2 separate regions of the Triticum aestivum genome follow, and region 2 is linked to region 1. A link is a contact called in public Hi-C data. All regions are on one chromosome and are shown on one strand. The core of a region is the stretch at or near the end of the contact, and the rest is flanking DNA. Distances in the headings are between cores, read along the strand shown. Region 1 holds the start of LOC123162824. Region 2 holds the start of LOC123157032 (probable tyrosine-protein phosphatase DSP2).

The links. A called contact is a pair of places that touch in the nucleus more often than the background predicts.
Region 2: a contact with region 1 is called in a Hi-C map of leaf, with 4 times the contacts expected there. The contact joins the promoter of LOC123157032 here to the promoter of LOC123162824 in region 1. A contact is called at or near these places in 4 of 5 Hi-C or Micro-C datasets (leaf and an unstated tissue).

Annotation. Positions count from the first base shown.
Region 1 is chr7B:84,110,123-84,113,084 of IWGSC CS RefSeq v2.1, reverse strand. It overlaps LOC123162824, which reads right to left and starts at 1,451. Exons shown (of 3, transcript XM_044580581.1): 1 at 1,199-1,451; 2 at 872-1,048; 3 at 336-750. The coding sequence starts at 1,225. The coding sequence ends at 532. LOC123162823 (putative transcription elongation factor SPT5 homolog 1) reads left to right here. Exons shown (of 22, transcript XM_044580580.1): 22 at 1-50.
Region 2 is chr7B:84,373,539-84,376,500 of IWGSC CS RefSeq v2.1, reverse strand. It overlaps LOC123157032 (probable tyrosine-protein phosphatase DSP2), which reads right to left and starts at 1,370. Exons shown (of 5, transcript XM_044575255.1): 1 at 970-1,370; 2 at 777-870. The coding sequence starts at 1,259.

The DNA.
Region 1 (2,962 bases), core at 202-2,701:
CATCAATAGAAAAAAAAACCATGAGGGAAATGTTCTCCATTATTCTCTTCTATCTATGGATTTGGTGGTGTCCGTCGTCTTCAGTCGTGGTGTTATTATTGGGGTTTCCTTTGAAATGTAGAGGCGTGGCGGGTTCATGTTTGTGGTGCATTCAGAGTGTTTGTCGGGTTGACTGCGCGGTCAAAGGGTTTTTATCGATGAGATTTTTTTTTGTCTCCGTTAAAATCGATGAGATAATTTTTTTTTTGTCTCCGTTTCAAAAATAAAAATAGATCATTCTCTTCTATCAAGTGAGAAGATGTATACATCGCCAAAGTAGCATCCCAAAATCAGACTCGATGATAATGGCGTTCTGTATTTGTGAGGTTCGTATCCCATTTGTACACAAGAACAAAAAACTGCTATCTCCTGGAGCTTACACCAGAGCAAAGTCGTAAAGAACAGATCGGTATATTATTGTACGTACGCAAGGAAAGGAAAAACTGCAGCCGAGACATCACGGCCTGTACTGTGGTTGTGCTCCTCCCGGCCTCAGGCAACGTCTTGCTTGCACTGCTGGAACACCTGGAGGAGATTGCTGTACGGGCTCCTGGACGACGGCGACCCGGCGACGGCGCGCTGGCGCTTGCTGCTCGACGGCCGCGAGTCCGGGCTGGGCGTCGGCTCCGGCTCGGCCTCCCCGAGCAGCTCCTCCGCCTCCTTCTCCTTCCGAAGGGTCTCCAGGAAGGACTCCTTCACCGTCCCGTCGATCTGATACGACCAAACGTCACCGACAGAGAGAGAGAGAGAGAGAGAGGAAGGTAGGACATCAATTTCGTTTCCGATTTCACAAGTTCGATCCAACCGCAACGAACGCAGGCCCGGCGCTCACCGTGAGAGGGCAGAAGTCCGGCATGGGCCAGCAGACGGGGCCGGCGTCGTCGGGGGGCTCCGGCATGGGCTCCACGGGCTCCATCTCCACCTCGTCGCCGTCCACGCTCCCGGCGGCATCCTCGTCGTCATCCGCCGCAGCCGCCGCCGCGGCCACCGCCTGCTCCTCGACCTTATCCTACAGGCCCGGCGCAGCGCAGAGAGTCAAAACCAACGGAAATCGGGCGAAGAGAAGCGGAAGCCCAAGGAAGGAAACCCAATCGCGCGGAGGAGGCGGGGCAGATGGAAAGAGGCGGAGATGGGGGAGGAGATCTCGAGTTCGAAGTACCATGAAGCGCGCGGCGATCTCGACCATTCCCCTTTTGCTCTCTCCCCACACGCGCTCCCTCCTCTGTCTCCGCGCCCCGAAGATCTTTTTCGGATCCTTCCTTACTCTGCGGCGGTGGATTTGGCACGGGGGAGCCTTTCGGGGGTGGTTCGTTTCCTTTTCCGTGGTGGTTTGACCGTTTGAAACCGGGAGCGCGTAATAGGCTTGTTTATGGTATGGGTCTCGCCGTCTCGGCTGGCAGCTTGAGAGATTTGGGGAAAAAAGGCAACGGCTACTTTTTGTGCGGGCTGGTTGTGTTGTACCGTGTCTAGTTCGCTTGCGGGTTTACCGAGGTAGATCGGATTTGGGGGACGGAAAGGCGCGCGGTGGAGCCTTCTGATGAGATCGAGTCCCCGGTGGCCGGGGCGGTCGGCAACGTACACCCACCGACGCGTCCACGACCGGTCAGGTTTTAAATTTGCTCTTTTCCATCCGAGTCTTTCATATTTCATTTCTTAGATCCATATAAACCGAACTATGTATTACCACACCTAGCTATGATTCATCGTCAAAGATGTTCACGGCGTCGATGTCGGGCACCGGGTGGACGGGCACGTAGGAGGGCTCCAGCTCCTTCTCATCCATATACGCGATCATCTTGTCGACTTACGCGGCGTGCTCCGCCTCCACCTCCTGCCGACGATGGCGTCTGTCCTCCGCATCCAATTCTAACCGGAGGGAATCGAGGATCGCCTGCTACTTCGTCTGCATATCTGCGTCCCCAGCGTCCCCAAATCCTCCTCCGGCTCCTACTCCTCCTGAACCTCATCCTCCTTCTCCTCCAAGTCCTACTTCGGATCCACCGCGTTCGGAGGTAGCCCCGCGGCGATTTGGGCTTCGCGCATTGACCGGATCTGCTCAAGGAGCTGCAGCCGGTGCTCTGGCGTTAGATATGGGTAGCTCCTTACCCGACGGCGTTGGGGGTTGGCAACTATTGTTGGTGGACTGCGAGTGGAAAGTGGCGGCGATGGCGGGCGAGAGGAGGAAATTTGGACAGACGGGTAGGATTTTGGTGCCGGCGGTTGGCTTAAATAGCCGGGCTAGGCATTACGTGACCTACCGGAGTGGCACCACACGGTGCTATCGGTCCAACGGAGGAGACACGTTCCGGATCATCGGGTTTCAGAGCGTTTTTTCTGCGGGACCCAATCGTCAGTCCGATGTGGCGGGCGCGCCCGGACGCCCCATATCCGCCTCAGATTTGGGCAGGATGTGAAGGGTGCCAGTCAAGCCGGACGTTTGAGGAGCCACCCGAGTCACTTTTTTGGGACGGTCAGTGATCGGGCCGTCCATCTAAACATTTGAGGCGGGTTCGAAGTGCGCAGCTGTAGATTTTTTTGCAGGTGACCCGGCTGTAGATTTAATAACAACACTAGGTACGATTTTTATTAAAAACACTAACGCCCACACGTGTGGGCGTTTGCATCTCGCCACACGCGTGGATCCGCGTCCGTTTGTGAGCGCACGAATCTTGGCATGTTTCTAGTGCCACGTAGGACTGGGCTGGTGTGTGGGCGTTCACCCGGGCGTCCACACGGCCGTTTCACCACACGGGAGGGGCTGCTGTGTGGGTGTTCAACAGTTCGCCCACACTCCACTTTTCACTCACGCACAAGGGTTGGTGTGTGGGCATTTGTCATCTCGCCCACACGTCCGTCTCATCTCCCACACCCAAGTTGTCACTTGTCATGTGTTTTGCAGTGTACATGACAACTGTCCTAGTGT
Region 2 (2,962 bases), core at 121-2,620, 260 kb before region 1:
TCATAAAACTGGGCATAGCCTGTTGGGACCATTAAAGCTGCTTAATAAAACGACCTAAAGAGCATATGGGGTGTATAGGAGTTACAGGTCCCATGAGCTGCTCACACTGAAGCCTATACAAGAAAATTCCTGTACCGAATAAATTGTGTCCTTCTTGCAAAAAAAAAAAATCAGAAAAAAAAACAAATAGTCCATGAGCTACCTACTTTGCAGAAATAGCGAAAATATCACTCAAACAAGAAAAAGAAAAGAAAAACTAAGAAAATAAATGAAAGGGGATAATGGAGATGCTTTGTGAACTATGCACACTCACTACCAGACTTGTTATCACAGGAGCAAACCAATTAGAAACCATTGGGAATATTGGGAAAATTGTTGTTTAAAATCAGCAGCGCAGCTGGGTCGATTAATCAAACCAATGCTGAAAGGGACCACCGCCGATGTGGCGTAAAACTTGAAAAATCCCCAGGCTAGTGGTAGGAGAAAAGAGATAGATGCGCCTATTAGGCAAGTCAGATGATAACAAATAAAATCCAGCCAGTGATGCATTGGATTCTCCCCCGAGCCACCTAGGCGAGTACGTACTAATCTAGGACGCGTAATAGCGACATGATCAACGACCTCGGTTCTTGGCAAGCAATTCTCGTATCTACCGGAAAGTATTCATGATTATCTATCTACAAGCTGCGATTCTACCTTCCCCAAGAATTGCCATCAAGAGAAACACGTAGAAGAGAATTTCATAAACGCAAGCCAGATTGTTCGTGTTTGGTTACCTTGCGGCCCTCAATTCCGAACTGGTGGAGCTTGATTCCGTTCTTCTCGAGGAACTCCGTGTTGGTCTCCGGGTACGGCTCCGGGCAGAGGTACCTGAGCGATGAGCCGACGGACGTCAGAACCACGTGACAGGACACGAGCAGCGCAATAATTGCAGGCGCGCGGAGCAGAGAGAGGCGGGGAGATCCTCACACAATGGAGCGGAGGTTGAGGGACTTGAGGAAGCGGAAGTTGGCGGCGGCCGGGAAGCCGGAGCGGTAGATGCCGTCGTCGACCATGGCGAAGTTGAGCGGCGGCACGAGCGTGGCCTCGTCGTAGCCCCCCGCCCCCGGCGCCGCCAGCAGCGGCGGCAGCGGCGGGGGCATGGGGAAGATCTTGGGGGGCTTCTCGTGCTTCCACAGCTCGAGGCCGCTCATCTCCATGGCCTCCTCCCGCTGCCCCGCCTCCAGGGCCCTCTGCCTGGGCATGATTTCCAGCTTCATGATGGCTTCCGGTTTCGCACGGGGCAAGGGCAGAACCGTCAATTTGCAACGAGATGGGTGTGCTTTGTGTGCGTGATGGTTTGAGCGGTGTGGGTGTGATGGCCTAACTGGAAGGAAGAGGTTATTTATAGCACAAGATGAAGGAAGGAAGAGAGGGAAACTCCAAAAGGTTGCAAGAGGGGGGAAAGGTGGGTAATTGGAGGAAGGGAACTCCAAGAAAAAAGTGTGATGATGATTGATGAGGAAAGGTGAAATTTTAGGATAAGGAGGTGATTTAATGTGTGTTATGACATCTAGAGTGTCTACCACAATTGGCTCCATTATTCATGTGCGATGTAGTTTAATTCTATAATAAAATTATATCCTGATGATTTAATCATGAGAAAGACTGTGTTGGTTCAACAGACTATACCAAAGGTTTTTTAAAAAGGATGTGTCTACTCTCATCTAGAAGTGAAATAATTATGTCTCATCTAACTACTACACCATATAATTTTACGTTGGGATTCGCCAGGATTTTTGTTTGGTTAAGCAAATATTGTAGGAGTTAGATGAGACTCTGTTATTTCTCTGTTTAAAAAATACATTATGCTGACCCGGGAAAATTGTCCGAGCACCCACAGAAATGTTGAAATCGTCTTACCGAGGCTACACTATAAGTGTAAATTTGTTTGTCCTTCGCAGTATGGGCGGAACTCTCATCATATCCCTTTGATGATCAATAGCAGGGATCATGATAGCCCGATCATTGATGTCAAACGTATCTTATTGCCACTCCAGCTGCGTGTACTACGAGCTTGTCAAGATGTCAACAGTTTTCAATGCACATCATTGTCCATCTCTAGCGAAATGTACGTAAGATCCACTTACATGCTGAGTCATGCTAGAGATGTGATTAGAAACTGTATAACAAGAAAGAGATGTATGACTTGTCATCATTATTACTATTCTTACTTTGGTTCGTGTATCGCAATTTTTGTTCCATTTTCCATGATGAAGCCAACATAACATACATATTATACTCCTTCAACACTAACGATAAAACCATGTGTTATGTACTGGTGCATCATTATACATTAGCTTGGGCACTGTGCTTTCCTGACAACAAATTACAGGCATATTCGCTCAAAACTTGTCATATTTCTTATTTAAATCTTGTGCGGGCTATCACAGATAGTGCGATGAAGTGTCGGTGAAATGGTGGACGATGTTGTGCACGGGAAACGACAAAAATGTCAGAAGGCGTGAAGATAAGGTGTTGCGGTAATCTATCCATGTCTAATGCGTTGATGTAACCTATAGCATGATGGAGACGTATTTCGTTCTACAGCTTTGCCAATATCAGTTGCTAGAATTTGTTATCAATCTTATTCACCTAATTTGCACATCATTAATTAATCCTAAATTGTTGTAGAAAAATAAGGGTGCAAGTGGTTAGGAAAATTTTCGACCCAACCCGTTTCTGAACCTGGTTTTATAGGATATGTTAAGAGATTTTTGACATCCAAATATTATCGAATATGATTTAGACGGATAATGCTCATACCACATCATATTCCATAGACAAGCTCGGGATAATCATATGTTTGAACAAAAAAAATAGAAGAATTGCCAAGGGTTCGCAACTGAAAGGATTGTCCTACTACACATAGACTATCTTCCATTCTACCCCTTTTGCTAATATCAGTTGCTAGAATGCACAT